4 separate regions of the Sus scrofa genome follow, and regions 2, 3 and 4 are each linked to region 1. A link is a contact called in public HiChIP or PLAC-seq data. All regions are on one chromosome and are shown on one strand. The core of a region is the stretch at or near the end of the contact, and the rest is flanking DNA. Distances in the headings are between cores, read along the strand shown.

Region 1 (3,558 bases), core at 243-2,742:
CCAGGCTCAGATGATTTCACTGGTGAAACATTTAAAGTAGAATAAATATCAGTTCATCAAATTGCTCCATAAATACTTAAGAAGAGGAAACATTTCCAACTCATTCTGTGAGATGTCAGTAGTACCCTGACACTTAACATCAGACAATAATATTAAAAGAATAGAGACCAAAATATCTTATGAACATGTGCATAAAAATCCTCAACAAAGTACTAGGAAACCAAATTCACAAACATATAAAAAGAATTATACACTATGACCAAGTGAGACTTATCCTAGAAATGCAATACAGTTTTAAAATCTTAACTTAATGTAAAACACTGTATCAGGAAGGAGAAAAAACATGTAATTGTCTCAAGAGACACTGAAAAATCATTTGACAAAATCCAAAATCATTTGGCAAAACACTCAAAAGGAATAAAAGGGAACTTCCTCAACCTGACAAAAGGCATCTACAAAAAGTCCACATCAGGGAGATCCTGTTGTGGTTCAGCAGGTTAAGGACCCAATGTTGTCTCTGTGAGGACGGGGGTTCTATCCCTGGCCTCGCTCATGGGTTAAGGATCTGGTGTTGCGGCACGCTGTGGCCTACATCAACATAGCTCAGATCTGGTATTACTGTGGCTGTGGCATAGGCCTCAGCTGCAGCTCTGATTCGACCCCTGGCCTGGGAACTTCCATATGTCACAAGTGCAGCCATAAAAAAGAAAAAAAAAAAGTCCACATGATAAGTAAGGGTAAAAGTCTGAGCTGTTCTCGCCCTAAGGACAGAAAAAGATAACAATGTTTTGGAGGTTCTGTCCAGGACAATTTGGGAAGAAAAAGAAATAAAAGGCATCCAGATTGTAAAGGAAGAAGTAAAACTATCTCTATTTGCAGACAACATGATCTTGTATACAGAAAATCCTAAGGAATACACCAAAAAACTGTTTGAACTAAAATATGAATTTGGCAAGTTTTCAGGGTATAAAATAGACATACAAAAGTCATACAAAAAGTCAAATAAACCAAAAACCCAAAATGAACTCCATTTATAATAGCATCAATAGAATAAAATACTTAGGAATATTTTTTTTTAATTTTAAGACATATTCTCAAAACTAAAGACACTGTTGAAAGAAATTAAGGAATATCTAAGTAAATCAAAGACATTTCATGCTCATGTATCTGCATATTGTTAAAATGGAAATACTCTCCAAATTAATCTACAGAGTCAGCATAATCCCTACTGAAATCTCAACCGCCTTTCTAAAAGAAACTGACAAACTGATCTCAAAATTCATATGAAGAGAGAATTCTGGGAAGACAATGGCGAGCACTAGAAATGTCTCCCCACCTAGACAACAACTGCACTGGCAGAATGTGTCCTATGTAACTATTCCAGAACCTTGGAGTCTATTAAAGGCTTGCAACTTCCAGGGAAAGGCAGAGAAGGTAAATTATAGTCCATTTCTGCCAATTTCAGCTCTTAGCACAGTAGCAGCTACTCAAGGCCAACTGCCACCCGCATGGCAGGCAACTGGGCACATGCTTCTAGAACAGCCCGCACACAACCTACGAGAGCCAGAGTGAGGAAAAAACAACCCTGTTCTCCAAATTTCACAGACCTGTGCTCTGATCACTGACTGTTGCTCATCACAGAAGTGCAAACAAAGGAGGGGGGTACTGTTGTTGCACCTCCCACACTGTTGCAAGCACCTCTCTCTCTAGTTAAAGCAATTTCCAGGAGATTGAAGAGGTTACTGCCTTCCTCCCACTCTTCATTATTTTCTTTTTCCTGTTTTGGGAGCCAGTTGTTGATGACTAAGACACTAAAAAGCAACCACATACATAAAGGAAATTAGCAAGTCACAGTGCATACCCAAGAAAGGCAAAGACGCAGAAAAGACCTGAGAAACCTTAAGTTTATACAGGCTGATCCCCAGCACAACAACCAAAACCAAGTAAGACCAAAGCAAACAAAAACAAAAAATAAAACCCAAAAACAGCAAACTCTAGAGAAGGGGGGAGATTCTCATTTCCGGACTTACATTATTAGATTCAACTGTCCAATTCTCAATAACAACAACAACAAAATTAAAAACCAAAGCATACAAAGAACAAGAAAGTATGGTTCTTTTAAAGGAAAAAAGTTGGCCAAAAGAAAGTGTCCCTGAAAAAGAACTGAATGGCAGATTTTCTAGATGAAAACTAAGATCCTAAAAGAACTAAAAGAAGACATGTTAAGAAATGATGTACAGGAGTTCCCATCGTGGCGCAGTGGTTAACGAATCCGACTAGGAACCAGGAGGTTGCAGGTTCGATACCTGGCCTTGCTCAGTGGGTTGGGGATCCGGCATTGTCACGAGCTGTGGTATAGGTCACAGACGCAGCTCGGATCTGGCGTTGCTGTGGCTGTGGTGTGGGCTGGAGGCAACAGCTCCGATTAGATCTCTAGCCTGGGAACCTCCATGTGCCATGGGTGCGGCCCTAAAAAAAGACAAAAAGACAAAAAAAAAAGAAAATGGCGTACAAAAAAATGTAAATATCAATAAACAGAACACCTAAAAAAGAAACCTCTAGAAATTCTGGGTCTGGAAAGTATCATAACTAAAATGAAAAATTCACTAGAAAATTCAATAATAGATCTGAGAAGGCAGAAGAAAGAAACAACAAACTTGAAGACAGGACAATATACTGAGTCTAAGAAACAGAAAGAAGAAAAAAAAAAAGGGAAGAAAAGAGAATAGAGACTAAGGGGCCTGTGAGACACCATTAAATGGAAGAACATATGCATTATGGGAATCCCAGAGAAGAGAGAAAAAAAACAGGGAAAATATTTTTTTAAATAATTGCCAAAAATTCCAAAATCTGATGAAAGACAGGAATGTAAGCATCCAAGAAGCTCCACAAACTCCAAGTAAGAAGAAATCAAAGAGACCTGTATCAAGCCATATTATAATTAAGCTGTCAATACCCAAAGACAAAGGGAGAATTTTTAAGGCAGCAAGAAAGGATCATACATAAAGGATCTCTAATGAGATTACTTATAGATTTCTCATCAGAAACTCTGAAGGCCAGAAGGCAGTGGGTTGATATAGTCAAAGCACTAAAAGAAGAAAAAAAACTGTCAGCCAAAATTGCTATAGCCAGAAAAGTTTTCCTTCAAAAGTGAGAGAAAAATTAAGACATTCCTAAACAAGAGTTAAGAGAGTTCATTACCACAAGACATGTCCTGTGAACAATGCTAAAGGGAGTCTTGGCATTCCAGTTGTGGCTCAGTGGGTTAACAACCAACATACTGTCTGTCAATCCCTGGCCTCGCTCAGCGGGTTAAGGATCCACTCTTTCTGCAAGCTGCAGTGTAGGCTGCAGATGTAGCTAGGATCCAGTGTTGCCACGGCTGTAGGCTTAGGCTGTAGCCCTGATTTGACCGCTAGCCCAGGAACTTCCATATGCCACAGGTGCGGCCCTCAAAAGAAAATTTTAAAAGGGAGTCTTGCCAGTTGAAATTAAGGGACTAAAGTCAGTAACTCAAAGCCATATGAAGAAATAAAGATCTCAGTAAAAGTAAATACA
Region 2 (3,561 bases), core at 944-3,443, 180 kb before region 1:
ACCAGTGAGTTTTCTCATTTGAAATTTTCTTGTTTTTAATTGTGGCTTTTTATTTTCTGCCTAGAGAAGTTCCTTTAGTAGTTGTAGAGCTGGTTTGGAAGTGCTGAATTCTCTTAGCTTTTTCTTGTCTGAAAAGCTTTTGCTCTCTCCATTGAATCTGAATGAGAGCCTTGCTGGGTGTAGTATTGGTGGTTACATTTAATGTTGTCCCAGATGTCTCTTAGACGCTCTTCAGTTCTTTTCATTTTCTTTTTTTTCCCCCTCTGGCATTGATTTCCGTCATTCTGTCTTCCACCTCACTTATTCATTCTTCTGCCTCCATTATCCCGCTGTTGATTGCTTCTGGTGTGTTTTTCATCTCAGATGTTGTGTCATCCATCTTAGTTTGCTTGTTCTTTAAATCTTTTAAGCTCTTTGTTAAACATTTCTTGTAACTTCTCTATCTGTGCCTCTATTTTTTCCCCGAGATCTTGGATCATCTTTACTATCATCACCCTGAACTCTTTTTTAATTAGATTACCTATCTCCTCTTTATTTACTTGTTTTTTTGTGTGTTTTTGTCTTGTTTCTTTGTCTGAAAGCTATTTCTTTGTTTTGTAAGGTCTGACTGTCTGCATTTATTGTCCCCTTGACAGCAGGTATGTAGACGCAGCAGCTGGTGCCTAGTCTTGGAGGTCTCGGGGTGGTAGTGGCTCACGTGTTCTCAGAGCCCATGATAGGAGCAGTGGTATTATGCTACCTCCTCTGGAGCCAGGTGGCTGCTAGGAATGGGGCCTATGAGAGAGTTGGTGATGGTTCACAGGATTGCTTTTGTGGTCAGGGGGCAGCACTGGCTCCTGAGACCTGTCTAGCTGTTAGGTAGCTCTCAGGACGATGTCCTGTAGTTGGCACCTGAGCAGCCCCTCCTCTAGATCGTCCCTTTGTCAAGGAGCCCCTTGGGACTGCTCCCTATAGTGGGGGCAGGGGCCTTTCTTTAATCTCTCCCTTTGTTTGGCTGGTCTAGGGAGTCTTCTCTGTAGCCCTAAGGATGGGGGCTGCTCCCTAAATGTTGCTCAAAAGCTCTCTCTGTAGCTGTAGGACCTGCAGTGTTCTGGCAGTCCCTTCCCTTACTGGGCAGATAACAGAGTGCTTCCTGTAGCCACAGCAAAGTAAAATGTGCACCAGCAGGGCCCTCTCAGCCCTTTTGAGTAGCTGTGCAACTTAACCCTGCTTCTGCAGTGCCCTGCTTGATTGTTGGCAGAGGTCATGGAGCTTGTGCTATTCTCGAGATCACTCCGCCTGCTCACTGTGCCTTTGAGACTCCCAGAACTGTTTGTGGTGTTTCTGAAATAACTTTGCCAGTTCAGTGGGCTTTTTGCAGCTCTCTGCCCACCCAGCAGGCCCCTCGCGACTCTCGGAATTACTTGTGCTGTTTCCAAAATAACTTTCTCTGCTCCCTAGGCAAATTGTGACTCTATGCCCACCCGGAAGGCCCCTGGCGACTCTGGAACCATCCACACCGTTTCCGAATTCACTTTGTTGGCCCCCTAGGCAGATCACAGCTCTTTGACTGCCCAGAAGGACCCAGACCCTTGCAATTGCCCAGGGTTTGTGCTGTTTCCGAAATAACTTTCGCCACCCCCTATGCAGATCATGGCTCTTTGCCGACATACCAGGCCATGCATGACTCCCTGAGCCTTCTGCACTGTTTGCAGCAATTGCTTCAGTGTTCCCCTGCCTGGCTGCTGTCGTGGGGCCTGTGTTATTCCCGAGTTCCCTCTGCCTGCTCCAAGGGTTCCCTATTCTTGCTCCACTTTCTCTGTAGCCTGAAGGGCTGTGGGCTTCTCCCCAACTATTGCTAAGTAGCTGCTGCTCAAGGATACATCCTGGAGCTGGAGTAGTTGGCGTGTTGCAGCCTGAGAGCACTTGCAGAGGGTAAGATTCCAGTGGTAGATCCTGCTCCTTCCTGCCAGGCCTCCCCCAGCAGTGGTGCACATCTTCCAAGTCCAACCGTCTTTCCTCAGCTTACAGCCACAGATGTGGACTTTCCAGACTCTAGTCCTTCCAGGCTGTCTCCATGCTATTAATCCTAGTTTTTCCCCGTGTAGCCAGACCCAGCTCTCTCTCTGAGTCTGATCTCCAAAGCTGGAGTTTCAGTTCCTGGCTGCTGGCTGCACCAGCCTGTGGTTGGGAAATGCAGGCCAGTGACGGTGACAGGAATGCTTCCACTTTAACTGCTTTACATCAGTTGTTGTGTTCTTCTCCGGTCCTCCAGAGTTCCCCCTCTGTCCTGGCTGGTTTCCTCGCTGGTGGGGTACTTTCCAGGGGGTGAGGGTTTTTCCTTTTTCCAGCTGCTTCCTAGGGGTACGAGTCCAGGCCTGCTTTATTTCTCTTTTTCTTTCCTTTTTTCTTCGGTCCTGCTCAGTTTTGTGAAGTTTTCTTGTTCTGTCAGAATCCTGGGGTCTTTTGTCGGCATTCAGAAAATTTTCTCTGTGAATTGTTCCACATATAGATGGAATTTCAGTGTATTTGTGGGAGTAGGCGAACCTCATGTCCTCCTCTTCCGCTGTTGTCATTTTCTTTCATTTTTAAAGTTTTCTTTTAGGGAATCTGCATGCTGTTCTCCATAGTGGCTGCACCAGTTGCATTCCCACAAGCAGTGTAGAAGGGTTCTTCCCCTTTATACCCTCGCCAGGATTTGTTGTTTGTAGACTTTTTGATGGTGGCCATTCTGATAGGCGTGAGGTGCTACCTCATTGTGCTTGTAACTTGCATTTCTCTCCTAATTAATGATGTTGAGCATCTTTTTGTATCTTTTTCTGGGATTTTTTTTCTTATTCCTTTATCTGAAACTCTAATTCTCTGCCCTTTGTTTCTATTTATTTATTTACTTTTGTCTTTTTTGGGCCGTACCCATGGCATATGGAGGTTCCCAGGCTAGGGGTCCAGTTGGAGCTGTAGCTGCCAACCTATGCCAGAGCCACTGCAACCTGAGATTTTAGCTGCATCTGTGACCTACACCACAGCTTACGGCAACTTCAGATCCTTAACCCACTGAGCAAGGCTAGGGTCGAACCCCAGTCCTCATGGATGCTAATCGGGTTTGTAAACCACTGAGCCACGATAGGAACTCCTCTCTGCTTTTTTATTTTGTGTAGATTTTTAGTGTGGTCTCCTTTTTGCAGACAATACGGTTGTAGCCTCTCTTGCTTCTTATGTCTGCCTCCCTTGTGGCTGAAGTTAGTATGCAGGCTTGCTGCAAGCTTCCTAATGGGAGAGACGGGTGCCTGCCCACTGATAGGTGGAGCTGATTCTTAACCCTCTGGTGGTTGGGGCTTTGTCTCTGGGTGTGATTAGAGGTGACTGTGTGTCTGAGAGATTTTTAGGCAGCCTCTTTGCGCTTGAGTGGGGCTCTGTTCCCACCCAGTTTGTTGTTTGGCCCAGAACTTCTCAGCCGTGTTGGATGGGGCCACATTTTTTGAAAATGGCCACCGTTAATGCTGGTGATTATTCCCAAGACTTTTGCCTCCAATGTCCTTCCCCTAAGTGAGTCACAGTCACTCCCTCCTTTCCCAGGAGATC
Region 3 (3,239 bases), core at 615-3,114, 230 kb before region 1:
AATAAACCTTACAACCCTGAGAAGCTATATCTAGGATCTCAGAAGGGCCAGTGCAAAAGGGTGCCCTGCAGTTTAATCTTCATTCCCTCTCATTGGTGATTAAACTGGAAACTGTCCAGTGCTCCAGTCCTTCTGCCTTGATGGAAACGTTATCACCTTTGCGCAGAGGAGAGGGGTGGGGGAGGGCTGGCGCCTGACTCACCTGAGCTGACCTTGGCTACGTGGCTTAAGGGATGAGAACAGAGGGCAAAGAAAGATCAATCCCACGAGTATTGCCCTGGAAGCCCTTTCTCTGTCAGCAGGCAAGGGAGGAGGTAGGGAGGTGGGTGTTGATGGAAGGCAAGAAAGAAAGGAAAACCAGTCCAACTCTCCTGGTCCCCCAAAATTACTAGTAGGCACCAAAGAAGGTCCCTTCTGGTGTTGACTCTTAGTTCCACATCACCAGGGTAATCAATTAATTGGTTTTTTTTTTTCTAAAAACAGCCATCCCTCCTTTATCTTGCCTGAATTCATGCATTCTGTAATCGTAACCACAACGGATTGCCACAAATCGAACTTTGGATCCGTCTCTCCCACCATCAATTGTAGGTGCAAAAGAAATAAAAATTGATATTACCCGGAGTTCCCATTGTGGTGCAGTGGAAATGAATCTGACCAGTAACCATGAGATTGCGGGTTCACTCCCTGGCCTCGCTCTGTGGGTTAAGGATCTAGCATTGCCATGAGCTGTGGTGTAGGTCGCAGACATGGATCGGATGCTGTGGCGGGCAACTGTAGCTCTGATTAGACCCCTAGCTTGGGAACTTCCTCCATATGCCGCAAGTGCAGCCCTGAAAAGAAAAAAAAAAAAATGATATTATTGGTAGGCCAAGGAACATATCATGAGGAAGATTAATGTAACATAATACATTTCTACAGCCAAACAGACATTATTCCTGAAAGTCTGTATTTCTGGCCCTTGGAGGAGCAAACATTTTTAGGGTCTTACTTTGTGCCACTCATATTATCTCCTTTAATCTTCCCAATAATCTCAAGAGGAGGTGTTATTTTTTTGTATATTTTTTGTATTTTGCAGATAAGGACACAAGCCCATAGTGAAGTCACCCAAGAATGTTAGGGGCCTGGACAAGATAACACACTAGCAAGGTTTGTCTGACTGCCAAGCGGTGTGTTCTTACCACCCGTCTTCTCCCATGCTGATAAGCGAAAACCACCAAAATGTCAAGTTCCCAGGGTGGCCAGAGTCCTCCCCGCTAAAGGGCTCGGTGTCCAGACCGGCCACGCTCTGAACATCCGGACCCTGACGAAGGCAAAGATCCTAGCACCCTACCTCCCTGCACTTACAGGGCTGAGCAGTGCTTGGGGGGTGATCCGAACAACTAACCAACATATTTTTTTCCACCTTCAGAAGCAAACCCTAAAGCTAAGAACGTTTGTAGAAAACTTAATTTAGAAACACTTTAAAGTTCCATTTTCAACCTGTAGGTGAGGTAGCTTTGGAGGTCAACAGTGCTGAGTTGAATGAGTAAATGAAAAAAAAAAAATTCCTGTCATTTTGGAGCCGCTGTAAATATGCAGAGGAATATTTTTTTACTCTCTACCCCCGGGAAACAGTCAGCCAAACATTTGCTTCCTCTCTGAGTTCTTGTGTCTGAAACGATAGCTGCTATTTCTTGCTCGCGTGCCTGGCTGTTGTTTCAAAATGAAAAGAGAACATTCCCAGCCTGCAGGCAGCTCCCCTAGCCACAGACAGATGGAAATTCTGCAGTCACAGTGGAAAAGGTCAGGGACCCTCCCAGCATGTCCCACACATATGGGGGTGCGTGTATTTCTTTTAAAATGAAACACAAAGACCCAAAGAACCACGTCTGCGGTTACAGACTGAAGCACCCTTCTGTCCTGAGGGTGCAGTCCACCGGGGGAGCAGTGCTGGGGCTGAGGAGAGGAAAGGGCAGGACCTTGAGCTTTTTGATCCCATCAAGCTTCAGACATGTTTCTCAAAGCATAAGCAGTTTATTCTCTTTTTCTCCAAAAAAAAAGGGGGTTTTTTTCTTTACATGAAATGTATGTCAGGGAATGGAGGATGTTGCTTTTCCCCACACAGTCACATGGAGCTATTTTCTCTCTGCGGTAGGAAGATGTTCTTGACCTGTGGGTGTTGTCCCATAAAAGAGTAAAGGCCATCGTGATGCCAGAGCCAGGCCAGCACATTTCGAATGACTTTTCAAATGACAACGATAATCTTCGCATGTGGGTGATGTCATTCTCAAGAGGAGCCCTGTGAGTGAGATCCTTGTCTTTAACCCCGACTTTTTCCTCCGAGACCCTAAACCTCATTCACCACAGAACTGTGGGGCGTCTGCTCCTGTGTCTCCCTCCCTAGTGCCCCCTCATTCCACTCGATGCCCAAAGCTCTCTGATGGCTCTGGGTTGCTCAGAACCCCCAGCGCAAGGCACAAGGGCAGTGACCGCTCTGCTAGTCCCTGGCCAATAGCATCAGCCTCCCCCAGGGGCTGCTGGGAAATGTAGCAACCTGGCTCCCAGCCCAGACCTGCTGGTTGGAGCCTGCATCCTAATGGGACTCCCAGTGACTTTCTGGGCACATGTGTATTTGTGAAAGGCTGGTCTACCCCCATTTTTATGGGGGTACAGTGAGCTTTGTCACCAACTCACATGTGACTTGGACACATTTCCGTGCCTAGTCTTCTCATTTGTGAAAGGAAGAAGCAAAACCATCTCCAAGTGGCTCCAAAATCAGGCCATCCACTCACCTCTGGGTCAAATGAGTCAAGCCCTCCAAGCCTTAGCCTATTCATTTGCAAAACAGCTATATTAAGTACCCATCGGATGAGGCTGTTGTAAAGAGGGAGTGAGAAAATCTGTATTTGTTTTCTATTGCTGTTTACCCCTAGGTTAGTGGCTTAAAAAAAAAAAAAAAAAAGTTTTTATCTTATGGTTCTGGAGGTCAGAAGTCTGAAATGGGTTTCACTGGGCTGAAATCAAGGTGTCAGAAGGGCCAGGAAGACCTAGAGGAGAATGTGTTTTTCTATGTGTTAGCTGCTTCTAGAGGCTACCCATGTTCCTTGGACCGTGGCCCCATGCATCTTCAAAATCAGTAATGGCTAGGTGAGCTCTCACATCACATCGTTCCAGCCTCTGCTCCTGCCATTGCATCTCCTTCTCTGACACTGACTCCTGCCTCTTGCACCCTGACCCAGCAGATAATCCAGGATAATCAA
Region 4 (3,426 bases), core at 866-3,365, 200 kb before region 1:
AAACATAAACATTCTGTTTAGTCAGGAACATGACAAGGATGCCACAATTACCGATTCTATCCAACTCAGTTCTAGAGGTCTTAGCCAGAGCTAAAAGTAGGAAAAATAAATGAAATAGAAGGGAAAAAACATGATTTCCAGAGAATTGGATTGTCCAAACAACATTCAAGAGACTCCACAAACTATTCAAGCTTATAAAAGAGTCCAGCAAGATGGTGTGTTACTAGAGCAAAATAAAAAATTCAGTGGCCTCCCAGTACACAAGCAACAACCAATTAAAATGAAAATTTTTTTCCATTTACAAAAGTAACCTAGGAATACAACTAACATGGAAGATAATGAAAATACTTATGAAAAATATTACAATGTATTACTTAGTAACATAGAAGAACACCCAGGAGTTCCCTGGTGTCCTCGTGGTTAAAGATCTGGTGTTGCCACTGCTCTGGCTTGGGTCACTACTGTGGCTCAGGTCACTGCTGTGACATGGGTTTGATCCCTGACCGAGGAACTTCCACACACCTATCTGAGGCCTAAAGAAAAAGACCTAAATAAATGGAGAGTTAGACTATGCTCATGGCTGGGAAGACTCAGTGTCATAAAGAGGTCAATTCTTCCCCCTAATCTACACATTCATGCTTTGTTCTGGGCTTTGACAGGCTGAGCATAAACTTCAAGCAAATAATAAAGGGTCAAGAACAGCTGACAATTTTTTTGATGGAAAACCATAAGAAGAAAAAGAGTATAGAAAGATTACCTTTTCAGATATCAATACTTACTATAAAGCTATAGAAAGTAAAACAATGTGGCATTGACAAAGGCAAAAAAAAAAAAAAAAAAAAAAAAAAAAAGAGACCAATTAACCAGGAAAAGAAGTACAGAAAAGAAGCTTGGCAAGTGTGGACATTTAGAAGATAACGGAAATGTCATCGCAACTCTGTGTAGACAAGATTGCTATTCAATAAATGATGCAGAAACAGAATGTTATCATAGGGAAAAGGTTAGACCTTCATCTTGTACCATATGCATGCTCAATTCCAGATGAATTAAAGACTCAAATGTGAAAACTAACCCTTGAAAATTTATAGGAGATAATGTGGAATAATGTCTTTGTGACCACAGGGTAGAATGAATTCCCATACAAGACTCGAAAATCACAGGTCATAAAGGAAATACAGTCAAATTTGAATATTTTCTAATTTAAAACCTCTTCGAAACAAAAGATTCTGAAAGACAAGCCAGTGCTTCAGAGAAGATACAACACGTCTAACCATAATGCAATAGTCAAACTATATGAAAAACTTCTACAAAATGGGAGGAAAAGTCAAATAACCATTAGCTAACTGGGAATGATATAAAGAGTATGTTCAAAAAATGCATGAATATGAGTACAAAAAGATGTTCAAACTGATCAGTAATCAAGGCAATGCAAATTAAAACAAGGGTATATCTTTTCAGACCCATCAGATTGGCAAGATTTCTGATACCACGTGTTGGTCTGGATGAGGAAATTCTTGTACAGCGTTGGCAAGTGGAAACTGATACAAACAAATGATTTGAGAAATAACTGGGCACTGTCTGATAAAACGGAAGTTACACATGCCCTAAAATCCAGCAATTCTAATTTTCAGTGTATAACCTAGAGAAAATTTTGCACAGTACTTAGGAGATGTGTAAATGGGTTTTCATCACATCAGTGCTTGCAATAATGAAATATTGAAAATAACTTAAATGTTCATCAATTGGAAAATAGATCATTGTGATATGATCCATAGGAACCATATGAAATTGCTGCGATTCAACCATTTCGATATGGTTCAACTTAATAAATTTATAAAACTCCGTATTATATAGGAGCCAGGTGAGCTAGATCGAGATGATTCGCCATGGGTAAATCTCAAAAACAAAATATTAAGTGAAAAGGCCATGCTATAGGATGTATGATATAACTGCAAGCACATTCAAGTAAACATCAACTTCCTTAAGATAGAATATCTATTCGCAACAATAACTAGAAAGTTTTCTAAAAAATTGAGGTCTTTCTGAAGATAACAAAAGAATTTGTTGACAATCATATGATTTTCTGCTCATACTGAAAGTAGCAGTTCCCCAAAAGGGAAACCACAGTGCTTTACATAAGAAAATAGACCCCGGGCAGCCCAAAATTTAAAATATCCACTGTACCATTATAGTTCCTTTGATTTCAGTTTATTTCTGATTTTCTTGGTGATCCATTACTGGCTGTTAATCCAAAGAGAAGACAGTAAATAATTTTATGCAGAAGGCAAAAGAAAAAAAAATCTCCAGAGCTAGAAAAAGAGAGATGGTATCAACTGAAAAATTTTATTTCAACATTCTCCACTCCTTTCTCGGAAGTCCTATGTACTTCCTAGAATACTAAATTGTTTTAAGTGAAAATTAAGATTGACAAACTTACTCTGTTGTTCCTCTTCTTTTCTTTGTTCATGTGGTTAGTGACCCATGCATGAAATTTTAAAAAGTTGTGCTCTAGTCCTTAGTGACGTTAAGGGAAAATACAATAGTGCCACCAATGTGAACGAATTTTATTTGTTTGCAAATCTAAAATCCATTACTTGTTCCCCATTATATATAACCCCCAAATCTAAACTGCTCAGCATAGAGTTCAAGGCCTTCTTGCTATGATTTCAATAGAGGGGGTGATATCTCCTCTGGCATCAGTTAAAATAGGTTCAGCTACAATGTGCAGATGGTTTGTAAGAAGACAGAAGCTGGCAACTCTCCAGTTGTCAGACACCCAGTCTCCTTCTAATCTGTTGCTCTGCCGTCCTCCAAATGGGACGTCCATCTTGTGGTCCAAGAGGCTGCCCTAGATCCTGCCATCACATCCACATGCCGGCCAATGAGAAGGAGGAAAAGTGGAAGAGAAGATATATCCTCCACCTCTAAGGACACGTTCCCGAAGTTGCACACACCATCTTATGCTTACATCTCATTGTCCAGAGCTTAGCCATATGCTGCATCTAGCTTCAACGCCAGCTGGTAAATGTAGCTTCTATTCTAGGTGCTTCACACCCATCTAAATGTGGGGGTGTCTATTACTGAGAAGAAAAGAACTGATGTTGTGGCAACAACCAGTAGCTTCTGCCACACTGCCTTCCTCCCCCTCTTCTCCTCCAAATGGGGGAATACTAACTTGACTCCCAAACATTGACTGGGTTGTGTTTAATCTTGGGCAGAACCCCTGCAGAGTAAAAGGTGTGAATGCATGGATGTAGCCCTTTCTTGGCTGTTGTGCTCCATTTCACCCTTCCATGCAGCTGAATCGGTAAACTGATAAAGGCTCGGTCTAAGGAATGGCCAAGTGTCTTTGTCTCTGACCCCTCTCTCTTCACTTACAAGTGTGTGAACACTTTCATTGCTCCTATGGCAGCTGGTGGCTGGTGG

The links. HiChIP or PLAC-seq counts read pairs in DNA pulled down with a chosen protein or histone mark.
Region 2: an H3K27ac HiChIP or PLAC-seq map of alveolar macrophages shows a contact between it and region 1. The contact joins two enhancer-like sites.
Region 3: an H3K27ac HiChIP or PLAC-seq map of alveolar macrophages shows a contact between it and region 1. The contact joins two enhancer-like sites. A contact is called at or near these places in 2 of 5 promoter capture datasets (fetal liver and liver), 8 of 47 Hi-C or Micro-C datasets (embryonic fibroblasts, fetal skeletal muscle, liver and 3 more) and 1 of 2 datasets of contacts at active chromatin or transcription factors (alveolar macrophages).
Region 4: an H3K27ac HiChIP or PLAC-seq map of alveolar macrophages shows a contact between it and region 1. The contact joins two enhancer-like sites. A contact is called at or near these places in 2 of 5 promoter capture datasets (fetal liver and liver) and 2 of 2 datasets of contacts at active chromatin or transcription factors (alveolar macrophages and skeletal muscle).

What each region holds. Positions count from the first base shown.
Region 1 is chr11:19,297,904-19,301,461 of Sscrofa11.1, forward strand. The region is part of intron 2 of RB1 (RB transcriptional corepressor 1); the gene reads right to left. Among named protein-coding and RNA genes, the nearest start is that of RB1, 18 kb to the right of the region's middle. Within about 2 kb of position 1,493, at least 3 of the 83 cell types and tissues checked have an H3K27ac peak or open chromatin away from gene starts, as enhancers often do. A contact at or near this core is called in alveolar macrophages, where this site is marked.
Region 2 is chr11:19,117,213-19,120,773 of Sscrofa11.1, forward strand. The region is part of intron 3 of RCBTB2 (RCC1 and BTB domain-containing protein 2); the gene reads left to right. Among named protein-coding and RNA genes, the nearest start is that of RCBTB2, 37 kb to the left of the region's middle. Within about 2 kb of position 2,194, at least 39 of the 83 cell types and tissues checked have an H3K27ac peak or open chromatin away from gene starts, as enhancers often do. A contact at or near this core is called in alveolar macrophages, where this site is marked.
Region 3 is chr11:19,071,832-19,075,070 of Sscrofa11.1, forward strand. LOC106510651 (a long non-coding RNA gene) reads right to left here. Exons shown (of 3, transcript XR_002336553.1): 3 at 775-3,239. Among named protein-coding and RNA genes, the nearest start is that of RCBTB2, 8.4 kb to the right of the region's middle. Within about 2 kb of position 1,865, at least 28 of the 83 cell types and tissues checked have an H3K27ac peak or open chromatin away from gene starts, as enhancers often do. A contact at or near this core is called in alveolar macrophages, where this site is marked.
Region 4 is chr11:19,092,791-19,096,216 of Sscrofa11.1, forward strand. The region is part of intron 1 of RCBTB2 (RCC1 and BTB domain-containing protein 2); the gene reads left to right. Among named protein-coding and RNA genes, the nearest start is that of RCBTB2, 13 kb to the left of the region's middle. Within about 2 kb of position 2,116, at least 1 of the 83 cell types and tissues checked has an H3K27ac peak or open chromatin away from gene starts, as enhancers often do. A contact at or near this core is called in alveolar macrophages, where this site is marked.